Linked DNA regions of Mus musculus: all the other regions are linked to region 1. The links are chromatin contacts, called in public HiChIP or PLAC-seq and promoter capture Hi-C maps. All regions are on one chromosome and are shown on one strand. The core of a region is the stretch at or near the end of the contact, and the rest is flanking DNA. Distances in the headings are between cores, read along the strand shown. Region 1 holds the start of Flt1 (FMS-like tyrosine kinase 1). Region 2 overlaps Flt1 (FMS-like tyrosine kinase 1). Region 3 overlaps Pomp (proteasome maturation protein). Region 4 holds the start of Slc46a3 (solute carrier family 46, member 3).

Region 1 (2,700 bases), core at 109-2,608:
CGCTCTGGTATGCGTCTCTGCGCAAAGGGACCTCCCGCCTGCAGACCTGGAGTTAGAGTTCCCGAGGTCCCTCCAGCTTTTTGACCCTTGGATGACGACGGTCTCCACATTAAATGCTCCTAAAATCTGCCGGCCCCTGATCGGTCGCCCCCCCCCCCCCGCCCCGCGCTTTTCATATCCTAGAGAACGCTGATTTAGGAGGTCGCAAACTTCACCTACTACTTAAACCACAGCTTTCAGTCTAAATTGTCAGGTGGTTTTGTTTTTTTGTTTTTTCTTCTAGATTCATAACCTAAAGGTAGGGCTTAAAATTCCAAAACTTGCTGCCGGGTCGCTTTGGGTCACTCACTCACTCCGAGGACCTGGACCGCACACCCGCCCCACACCGCGGAGGCCCCACCCGGGAGACGGCGCTCCGCGAACTGCTGGGAAGAAACCCTGCAGACTGTGCGTTCCCCAGCTTCCTCCGGACGGACCCAAGCGGGTACGGGAGTCAGAGCTGGCCCTTCTCTGGGCTCCATCTGCTCGCCGCGGGCACGGGACCCCTCCCAATTTCGTCCTCCTTTGCTCTGGTGGAGCGAGCTCATCGCTAACGACCCCACCTCTGTCCAGCCCCGGGCAGCCTCTCTGACATCTAGCTTGCTCCAACTAGCCCTTGAGGACTCTGCTGCAGCCTAGGAGCAGGCTCTGGATGCTGAAAGGTCCACCCGTGTGGTGATCTGCACTCCCAGAGTCTAAGGAGTGAGCGCCTACCCGGGAACCCGGTAGGGGACTAGCGGCTCCGGCTACACCCGGCAGGCACTCTGGCTCTGACCCCAGCGTGGAGCTAAGGAGAGTCTAAGCGGTGATGCCAACTTCCAGCGGCGCCCACTTGGGGGGTGGAGGGGAAGACGTGTGTCCCGAGGCGTACCCGCTGCTACAAGTGTCCCCGGCTCCCGCCGGAGCTCGCTTCCCCCGGACCACCCCGTGGCTGCCCATCCCCGCCGAACTCCAACTCATGGTCCCTGGCGCGCCTCACCTGTGAGAAGCAGACACCCGAGCAGCGCGTAAGGCAAGACCGCGGTGTCCCAGCAGCTGACCATGGTGAGCAAGACGCGGCCTGTTGGCCCGGTGCCCGCGCTCTCCGAGGCCGACGGCGCAGCCGCTCGAGCCGGTCCCCTCCTGCTTCTGCTTGGCGCCGCGAGAGCCCTTCTCCGCGCCTGCAGCCGAGGGGGGTGGTGTGGGGGGATCCTCGCCGTCCCGCGTCCGCTAGCCGCTGCGCTTGAGTCCCGGAGCCCGCTCCGAGCAGCAGCCACCACCACTAGCACTACCTCCCGGGAGTGTCCGCCACCGCGCTCCGAGCCTCTCAAGGACCTCGCTGAAGTGCAGCCGAGGGCGGGGGCGATTTATAACCTTTCCCCAGCCCACTTCCTACCCCGGCACCTCCTTCCAGTGACGTCAAGGGGTCCCCCACCCCTCATCCGCCTCCCCACCTACCCTCTTCTTCCTCCCGGAGGGGCGGGGGCCGGCGAGGGCGGGTAGCCCGGGGGCCAGAGCGCGCGTGCGGTGGCGCTAGGCGCGCGGGTCGCCGGACAGGTTCGCAGGTTCAGGGTCCTTGCTCTGTGCTCTGCTGCCCCAGCCCCTCCTGCCCATCGCTCTCAGGAAATCCTTACCCAGCTCCCTCCACCGAGCTTACTCAGCTCTGGTGACCGCCCGAAACTGAGGAGGGGACCGTCTAAGTGCACCGCCCTGCCCCCGGGGCGGGAAGTCTTATCCTAGGGAAGCTGGCCGCGCCTCCCGCGACGGTGTCCCTGGCACCGAGGAACGAGGCGCAGTCGAGCCCTCTCCCGAGCGGTCCCGCCGGTCCCTGACCCCGCCAGACTGTTGCCAGACAGCGAAGGAAGGCGCCAGAGACCCTCCGCTTAAGGCACTTGGACCCGGAGCGTCCGAGGGAACCGGACGCCTTGCCAGGCACCTTCGGAAAGAGCGCGGGGCCGCGCGGGTCCCAAGGGAGGGAGTCTGTGTCTTTTTCGGCTGCATTAATGCACCCGCCCAAGCCATTTCCTCAACCCTCTGCTTCCTAGAAGCAAAACAAGGAATAACATGTTACCTTAAAAAAAAAAAAAAAAAAAAAAAAAAAAGCCAAGGCGTGAGACACGCTCCTGCAACTTGTAAGGGCCAAGAACTTGAACTCTAGGTCTGAAACGCTGGATGGAAAACAAATCTTTTTGGTGGAAGCCGGCTAGCCAAGATGACTGACTCGAATGTTCTTGGAACAAAAAACGGGTGAAATTAACTTGAGACACTAGATCATTTACGATGACACTAATTCCACGTTGTTCCTCAATTATGCATCCATTAACTGGAAGGCTGAAGTCGTCCCGGCCTCCCCGGAGCAGCCCAGTCTTGTCCCTGTAAATACTGCAGGTTTGAAAAATAGCCTCAATAGAACCTGCCAGATACCCGTGATAAAATGGCTCCTAAATGGGACCAGAGGCTTTTCCTGAAGGACTAGACTAAACCTCCGGTAGGGAAGGTTGCGCAACCTGAGTTGCCTCATTCCTAAGAGAGTCTGGGCCACCACCACCCGCAGCTCTACTAGGGCACCGGGAGCCTCTGAGCCAGGGCAAGTGAGATTCCTTTTCTCCTTCATGGTCTAGCAGAAGGGAAAGACCGCTGTGAGCCTAAGCTCACCTGCGGACTTCCCCAGCCAATTCTGAT
Region 2 (2,700 bases), core at 136-2,635, 160 kb before region 1:
CAGGAGGGAGAAAGGCATCTCCTAGCCTGTAATATTGGGTTAGAATCACTAGATTAGTGAGAGCTGGGATGGAGAGAAATCCATGAGCCACATGGGGTAGACCAGCCTGGACAGGCCTGGCTCTGGTCTTAATCTTTAATTGCAGGGTAGAGGATATAAATTAGGGTTTATCTTTTCCTCATCAAAGAGCAAGTTAAAAAAAACAAAACAAAACCAAAAACAACAACAAAAACCCACTCTTTTCCTCCCACACACTCCTTAATAAGATACAAAAGATTGGCTAGCTACCCTTTCCTTTGTGGAGATTGGGGTCCATTAATTTGGAACTTCAACACCAAGGCCTACTTCTGAGACTGCATCACAGGGAAAAGGTAAATGTTTGCCCGGGAGTGCCCGTCTTTCCAGTGGCCTGCTGGAAAGTTTGAGTCCAGTCACAGCTCAATCAACTGCAGCACGTGGGCTGGCCATCTGGTTTGTTGTTGCGTGTATGGGTGTTTTGTTAGCCTGTATCTGTGTGTCCCCCATGTGTGCCTAGTGCTTCCAGACAGCAGAAGAAGGCGTCCCCTGCAAGAGCAGTCAGTGCTCTTCATTGCTAGACCCGAGAGCCAGGCATTTGAGCCAGGAAAGGTAGGTAGGAAGGTAAGTGGCCAGGCTTGGGTGGCCTTCGGCTTAGAGAACCACTGAGGTCATCTCTACCAGTCCACTGTACAGCCGGAGCCCAGCGATTCCGAAATGATGCAGAACGGAAGGAAGAACTGCCTGACGGATCAAGCCGCAGGGGATTGTGGAAACATCTACAAGTGAGACGTGGGTAATGGATGCAGCAGGATGCAGACAATCCTGATTGTAGAAGTTTGAATTCTCAGGGTTACAGACAGGACTGTGTTCCCTTGCTAGCCCAGGGACCAGAAACGGGACGTGTTGTCTCGTGAGTCTGTGGACACGTCCCAAATCGTCCTTCACAGCTGGACACACCTGGCTCCTTTCCATCAAGGCCCCATATTTCTCAGGCTCAGCCTGCCTGTTACACGAAGCCCCAGTCTTCCTTGTCACAGAGCCTGGGGTTCATATGCCTAATATTGTGACCCCTCTTCTCATCCCTGGGTGTGGGGTGGTTGCTTTTCTGCCATGCCTGAACACTAGGAGGCCAGGTAGCCTTAAACACCCACCCACCAAGCATCCCACCGTCCCTGGCATCCTCCTCCCCCACCCCTATCTGGCTTCCTTACTCTATCTTCATGGAGGCCTTGGGCTTGGTCTCAGTCCAGGTGAACCGCTTCAGCAAGGGGGAGCCCAGCAGAGTGCTAGTGTCCAGCTGATAGTCCTGTGGGATGAGGAGAGAAAGATGATTCATTTGCTTGGCCAAGCAGGCTCCACAGTGACTCTGGGAAGACACTGGGAGGCACCACTGAGGTGTGGCCCAGTGCTGCCCTCAGCAAACACAGCCCCCCGCCTGTCAGCACCGTGCCTGTTCCTTGTACTGACATCGGTGAGCTCGTCAGAGACAAAACAGTGCCTGTCGTGGGCAACTTTACCACCCTCCTTCCAGAAGGTGAAGAAAATAAGAAGGAATTGCAGGGTCTGAGGAGATGGCTCAGTGGATTAAGTGCTTACGGGGCACACATGAGAACCTCAGAGTTCTCATAAAAGGCAGGCATTGTGACTCAGGTCTGTCATCCCAGCCCTGGGGGCAGGAGGTGGGGATGGAGACAGGCACGGCCTGGAGCTTGCTGGCCAGCTACTCTAGCTCAACTGTGAGCTCCAGGTTCCTTGAAAGATCCTGTCTTTAAAAACAAACCAATTAATCAACCACAACCCCAGTAAGATGAACAATTGAGAAAGACACCCAACCTTGGCCAATGGATTCCACACATATATTGGGGGGCAGGCACATATGCACAGAGGTGCACACAGCATGCACGTAGACATACACACACATACATGCAATGGAAAATTGCATGTAACTGCTTGGTATTTTCCGTGTGAAATTTTCATGCAAATTATCATATGTTAAATTATCATATATGCAAATTATCATATATGTTAAAACAAAGCTTGGTGTCTGGCTATGAGTATACTATTGCACGTAAGATTTCAAGGAAATTATAGATGTGGTTGAATAATTTTCTCTTGGAGAGTCTCTGGCATCTGCCATGTGTACATATTTTAGATGCACATTTGCATATGCATGTTTGCATATGCATGCTTGCATATGCATATGCCCTATTTGCCATAGTTTCTAGGAGCTGTGGTCCAGTCATCCCCATCATGGAATTTTCCACCTGTCCTTCAGTACTGTTACTGCTGACGTGGAGGGGACTCCACACTTGGTTCCTCCCTCCCTCTGAGGCTCTTCCTGGGCCATTTGAACACCGGTGAGGACCCAGGGCGGCCAAGGTGCTGTCATCGTCTGCCCCACTTTAGGGGTAGCCTAACCCAGAGAAATTCTGAGGTTCACTCAGTGTTATTCCTGGAACTTGAACCACCCTACTGAGCCACAGCACAAAATTTCTAACTACATTATCATGGACTGCATCCTACCACTTACAATGGAGATGCCTTTATATTTTGAAGTCACTGTGACCCTTTATCGTGTGTGTCTATGAGGTTCAGGTCATATTTATCTTTTATGTGTGTGCACTTGCATGTATGTCTGGCACTTAAGACTAGGGCTTCCTGTCTCCTGGAACTAGACTTACA
Region 3 (2,700 bases), core at 146-2,645, 150 kb after region 1:
AAATTGTATCGATCCCTAACTAATTAGTTTTGAGATAGGCTGTCTCACCAGAAACTTTAACTGGCCTCCTAGAACTTGCTTTGTAGAACATGCTGGCCTTGAACTCCCAGGGATCTGCCTCGCCCCACATCTTTCCTCACTTGTCTGCTGGTACAGGTTGAGCTGCTGGGAGCCATTGTTCCCTATGTCTGTCACTTTGCTTCCTTCTCTGAGCCAGTGTCTTCTGGCTCCGGCCTGTGCGGGGTTTGCTCCTGAGCAGGGCAGACATTTTCTCACCCCAGCTTCTCCCTTTTCCCTGTATTTTTATAGACCTTAAATTGGTGTCCCCTTCCTCTCTGAAACCCATTTGCAACTCTGTGGTTCCTTCTGTCTGTCACCTGAGATGCTGGTGGTGTTGGGGGCCAGCTTTGTTCTCTCTCCTGTTTCCTGCCTGTACTCTGTGCTGTTGACTTTCTCTAACTCTCCTGACCTGTTTTTCTGGTTGGAAGGCCCACAGGCATCTTGGATTTCACAGGGGGTATGTAGAATAACTCATTATCCTTCACCTTGTGGGTGAATGGGCTTCTGTCTAAGGACGTTGAAGTGTTTGTCTTGTCACCCTCACCCTAAAGATCTGGTTCTTACCAGATCTCCATGCCACCCAGCCCCCTTCCCCCAGAGTGACTGTAAACCTCTCACTGTGTCCTGCTTCTCACTTTGCCCTCTAGATAAAGCCCAACTGCCTGGTGGATCAACATCTGCCTCCTGCTTTAGACTTCCATGCATTTGTTTCCTGCTACTCAGGATCGGTTCTCTGGCCTAGCGAGACCTTGAGTCTTGCAGCCAGTGCTATGAGTGCCATTGATTTTATAGGTGTGAGATTCTGGAAGCTACTTTTAGGACTTCTTTGCAAGAATACAACTCTAGCTGGGCGTGGTGGTGCACGCCTTTAATCCCAGCACTCGGGAGGCAGAGGCAGAGGCAGGCGGATTTCTGAGTTCGAGGCCAGCCTGGTCTACAGAGTGAGTTCCAGGACAGCCAGGGCTACACAGAGAAACCCTGTCTCAAAAAACCAAAAAAACAAAAAAAAAAAGAGTACAGCTCTAAAATGGCTTCAAATGAGAAGACCTGAGTCTTGAGTGTTTTAGACTAATCTAAATCTCAGTCTCACACTAATCTGAAAACTCGAGAGTAGCAGTCTGAAGCACATTTATTGTTGCTTAAGGTTTATTTAGTCTTATTGTGTGTGTGTGTGAGGGGTTGGGGGTAGGACCTGACTCATAGGCTGTCCTTAGCCTCTGTGTAGGTGCTGGGAATCTAGCCTGGTTTTCCTGGAAGAACAGCCAGAGCTCATTGGTAACTGTGAGTCATCCCTCAGGTCTTGCCAGTGTGAAACGGAAGGCCAGTCAGGACAGCACAGGTTACTCTGAAGGTTCCCATGAAATGGCGTTTGACACAGAGCGCAGCCTCCCTCATCTCTGTCTTTGCCTTGGTTTGAGCTGCATATTGCTAATAAAACTGAAGGTCTGAGTTTTTAAATATCATTTTGTTGAAAATCTTTGCTCCTGTATAGTCCTTGTTTTCCTGATCCCCGTCCTTGGGTTTTGCGAGCCCTGCCTCTGATGCTCTCCACCTCGGATGCTCTCCCGGGCCCTTTGCTCTCTTCTCCGCTTAGAGGTTCCCGTTTCTATTTCTGTGTCTTCCTCCTTCTCTCTTCTCCATGCTTCCTTTTTCGGTTTTGAATGACAGCTGGAGAAGTTTTTTTCACATTGTAAAGACTAAATAACGTAGGCTGTTGGCAACTGAGAATGGGTCCCCTCACTGAGTAGTGGGGGAGGTCTCCCGTAACTGCCTCTGCAGACACTGACCACGGGATTAGTTTCCGTCTTGGTGTCACTTGCTGCTGACCACCTAACTCTTGGTAAAGTATAAAGTGATCTGCAGCTCGAGTGGCAGTGGCCACCCTGTCTGTGCACGGGCTTTGAGGTGGGTAACTTGTACTGAGCCACATGACTGGGTCTGTGATCGTCAGACGATGAATGTTTCCAGATGTTTCTGTCTGCACAGCCTGTGCCCCTTTCCCGTGTTTCACTTGGTTTCCAGTCCACACCTGTCTATTGCATGACATTGGCTGCAGTGACACTGTAACTTTAAAGGCCTCCTGAGTGAGTTTGGTCTGCATTTCCGGTTAGCACTGCGTTTGGAAGGGTTACCTTTTTTACCTCTGTGCTAAGCATTGCAGAGCAGCAACAGTGTCCTTGGCTGAGGAGAGTGACTCTTTACTCGCCAGGTCCTGTTGGAACTTGGTCTCCCTGAGCTGGAGCAAGGTGGGCTCGGGGTGGGCTTTTCATCGTGCTATCGTTTCCCCAAACAGAAGCAGCTCCCAAGCGCAGGTGGGCCTGGTGGGTTAGGTGGTGGTAGTAAGCACTGGCAGATGTGCTGGGTAAAGTTATGGTGCCAGCGCCAGCGCCATCATCAGTGCACTTTAAAACCCGGTCTGTCCCTAAGACGTGAGTTCTTATTTCCCACTGGCTGAATGACAGTTTTACTTAGTTGTATACATTCTTCAAATAAAGAGCGAAGTGCATGGTTGGCCTCCCTGAGCCTTCTGCAGCTCTCTCTTCCCTTCTCCCCAGGTTCACCGTCTCCCGTTTCTCCCGAGCTCAAACCTCTCACTGGATATTTTGAGGGGCAACGATGAGACCATTGGTTTTGAGGATA
Region 4 (2,700 bases), core at 62-2,561, 170 kb after region 1:
TTTTGTTATTCAAGAGACCAAGGAAGAGTGGGTGAGATTGTAGTGAGATTTCCTAAGGATAAAAGAGTTGGTCCCACAAGGTGGGTGGGGATTGGGGACAGGAGTGGAGGTGCCTTAGAGAGTTAGAAAGAGCCAGATTAAAGGTGTCAAGAGGAACTATTAACCGAAATAGGAACAGAGAGAAGGTGGCTTAATTTCAGTGTGTGTGTGTGTGTGTGTGTGTGTGTGTGTGTGTGTGTGTGGTCACACCTTGGAGAGCCTCTTTGGTTTGGAACCTGTTTCCATTCCCTGTGACTCCAGGATGGGAGGTTTTAATTTTAATTTCTTACCTCCCGGAATGCAAAGATGGAGCTGCTTTTGTTTTGGTCACACTCAGAGCCATTGCTATTGGAAGCAAAGGTGTAGTTACCGGTTTCCTCCCAGATCCTCCGGTACACGTACTGCGCTGTCAGCGGGATGGTCAGAGTCATAGCAAACGCGTTCAGGAGAATGGCGGGCTCTATGAATGAAATCTTCATATTGCTCAAGTGGGCAGATCGAGTCTATTGCAGAGCGGGAAGCGGGAGGAGAGAAACGGGGCGAGTGTGGGGGGGGGGGATAGAAATCATCAGTTGATTTTTTATCCCAGAGGCTAAATTCTCAAAAGTGGGGAAGTTGGAACAATGTGTCATAAACAAACATTAGCAAGCAAAAAGAGTTCCAGATTTCTGAGAGAGTGCCCTTGCCGGGAGAGGGTACCCTAGTTCTCTCCGAGGAGCAGGGACTAAGTCAACCTCCGCCCCCGACTCCGCTTAGCTAATGCTCACAGTGCTGAGCAGAACAGCACCGGCCGGTTCCCATAAGGTAAACAATGAAGTTACCCGGGGACCCGGAGGTTATGTAATTACTATTATTTTGGCTGCAGGTTAAGGGCCTTGTAAAAAGCAGCTCCCGATCGGAAGGGGAGTTTAGTTTCTGTTTTCGTTTTTAAAACTCACCCCACGGTTACAGTTTTCCTGCTAGGCTAGGCACAGGTGGGACCGTAGTCGGGACTGTGTTCTCCGTTACCCAGTGCGGGGCGTAGCGCCCCCGGGTTTTCAGCACGGTTCGCCAGCTGGGAAGAGCCAAAGGAAGGGGCAGCGAGGTGGAGCTAGACCGCAACAGGGGGACGTCCCTTGGGACGGGACACTCGAGCCCTGTTAGAAGGCAAAGAGAAATAAGCGCACCTCCCGGACTCTGTTGGCCCTGGACTCAGTCCCCGCCGCTCCCCGCGCCGCCGCACTCTTGGTCTTTGGGCCCTAGTGGTGACTCGGCCGCCGAGCATCATCACTCTGCCAAGAGCTGGCAATCTTCGGCCGGAGCTGTCACCCGCTTCCCTAGCTCGCTTGTGATTGGGTATGGCGGCCGGCGCCCCCGTAGCGATTGGTCTAGCGCAGTGTCATTCTCTTGCACCCGCCCCCGAAGGTTCAGCGGCTGAATCTCCCCGAGTTGCTGGGCAAGTTGGGTGATCCCGGCAGCTCTGCGAAGGTTCTGCTAAGCGTATCTGGATAGGATTATTGGTTTTCGCTGAAGCGCCGTGGAGTCATAGGTATCTGGATCGAGAGTTCGAGACTAGCCCAACGATATAACAAGACTCCTGTCCAAAGCAGATAATGATAATAATAATAATGATAATAATGATGATAATAATAAGTGGTTGGAAACGTCATACGCTAGGGTTGCAGTTCACTGCAGCATTCCGGTGGACCCAGCAAGCGTCTGCACAAGCAATGTGAGAGAGAAGACACTGAAAGTTCATGAGAGGAGAAGAGTTCCGAGTAGGGGAGTTGTTGGCCTTGGGAAAATTTAAACGAAATATTCACTACATTTTACGTAGTCATTTATTTTATGTGTATGCCCACGCCGAGCAGAGGTCAGAAAATGGTGCTAGAATTTGTGTTACAGGCAGTTGTGAGCTGCCCTGAGAGCGTAGAAACGGAACCCAGAGCAGTAAGTGTTCTTCATTAGTGAGCTTCTCTCCAGCCACCCCTGCTGAGTTGCGGGGGAGGGGATTGTTAAATCTCTCTGAAAGTCGGCTCTTTCTCTGTTGAGAAGATGTAAGTAAGTCTCACAAAGCCATGGCAACACCCTAGACAGTAGGACCGCCGCTAATGGCCGCCAACGCGCACAGCTGGAGCACACCTGCAGCTGATAGGGGGTTACTTCCTGAGGAAGAGAAGCAAGCTGAGAGTTCTGTGATTTGGGGACCCGTCCAAAAAAGGAAGACCTTAGGCTGGAGTGGTTGCGTCAGGAAGTGGGGGACAATCCTGCAAATGCGCCTCTTACTCTTATCTAGAGATCAAGGTCAGATGTGGGCCAGAGCCTTATTGATAAAGGAGTAACACTCCAGACTATGGGCTATTTTTGCCCAGATGAGAGTACTGGTGCAATGCTCCTAACCACTGAACCACCCTCTCTCGAGGCAGATCTGGAACAGCTTCAGAGTGGGAAGGGCGGCTAAAGGAGCTGACTAGCAGAAAAGGATATTCTGTACTGGAGAGAAGGCGATCTGATGACTCTAGATAGCCACAGAGAGAATTGAGGAAGTAACTCTCAACATCGCACTCTTGACAGTTTCACAGCACTGTACAATCTTCATATGCCTAAAATAACAAACATTGCTGCTAGCTGATCTACAGAGTTTGATTGATTTCCAACCTCTTGTTGACAATTTTTCTTCTT

What was found. HiChIP or PLAC-seq counts read pairs in DNA pulled down with a chosen protein or histone mark. Capture Hi-C pulls out chosen DNA fragments and counts their contacts.
Region 2: an HNF4G HiChIP or PLAC-seq map of pancreatic cancer cells shows a contact between it and region 1. The contact joins the enhancer-like site here to the promoter of Flt1 in region 1. A contact is called at or near these places in 1 of 39 promoter capture datasets (the HPC-7 cell line), 3 of 484 Hi-C or Micro-C datasets (differentiating embryonic stem cells, nephron progenitors and pancreatic cancer cells), 3 of 115 datasets of contacts at active chromatin or transcription factors (embryonic stem cells, pancreatic cancer cells and stem cell-derived neural progenitor cells) and 1 of 9 other capture datasets (liver).
Region 3: an H3K27ac HiChIP or PLAC-seq map of microglia shows a contact between it and region 1, with 6 times the contacts expected there. The contact joins the enhancer-like site here to the promoter of Flt1 in region 1. A contact is called at or near these places in 4 of 39 promoter capture datasets (3T3-L1-derived adipocytes, cranial neural crest, embryonic stem cells and 1 more), 1 of 484 Hi-C or Micro-C datasets (liver), 8 of 115 datasets of contacts at active chromatin or transcription factors (bone marrow-derived macrophages, embryonic limb bud, embryonic stem cells and 2 more) and 2 of 9 other capture datasets (adipose tissue and liver).
Region 4: a promoter capture Hi-C map of adipose tissue shows a contact between it and region 1. The contact joins the promoter of Slc46a3 here to the promoter of Flt1 in region 1. A contact is called at or near these places in 5 of 39 promoter capture datasets (embryonic stem cells, macrophages and stem cell-derived epiblast-like cells), 1 of 484 Hi-C or Micro-C datasets (embryonic stem cells), 4 of 115 datasets of contacts at active chromatin or transcription factors (embryonic stem cells and pancreatic cancer cells) and 2 of 9 other capture datasets (adipose tissue and pancreatic islet).

What each region holds. Positions count from the first base shown.
Region 1 is chr5:147,724,653-147,727,352 of GRCm38.p6, forward strand. It overlaps Flt1 (FMS-like tyrosine kinase 1), which reads right to left and starts at 1,359. Exons shown (of 30, transcript NM_010228.4): 1 at 1,019-1,359. The coding sequence starts at 1,082.
Region 2 is chr5:147,565,171-147,567,870 of GRCm38.p6, forward strand. Flt1 (FMS-like tyrosine kinase 1) reads right to left here. Exons shown (of 30, transcript NM_010228.4): 29 at 1,230-1,324. Among named protein-coding and RNA genes, the nearest start is that of Gm35383, 93 kb to the right of the region's middle. Within about 2 kb of position 1,386, at least 7 of the 459 cell types and tissues checked have an H3K27ac peak or open chromatin away from gene starts, as enhancers often do. A contact at or near this core is called in pancreatic cancer cells, where this site is marked.
Region 3 is chr5:147,869,951-147,872,650 of GRCm38.p6, forward strand. It overlaps Pomp (proteasome maturation protein), which reads left to right. Exons shown (of 6, transcript NM_025624.3): 5 at 2,616-2,700. Among named protein-coding and RNA genes, the nearest start is that of Pomp, 11 kb to the left of the region's middle. Within about 2 kb of position 1,396, at least 56 of the 459 cell types and tissues checked have an H3K27ac peak or open chromatin away from gene starts, as enhancers often do. A contact at or near this core is called in bone marrow-derived macrophages, embryonic stem cells, microglia and 1 more, where this site is marked.
Region 4 is chr5:147,893,504-147,896,203 of GRCm38.p6, forward strand. Slc46a3 (solute carrier family 46, member 3) reads right to left here and starts at 1,312. Exons shown (of 6, transcript NM_027872.4): 1 at 978-1,312; 2 at 330-542. The coding sequence starts at 518.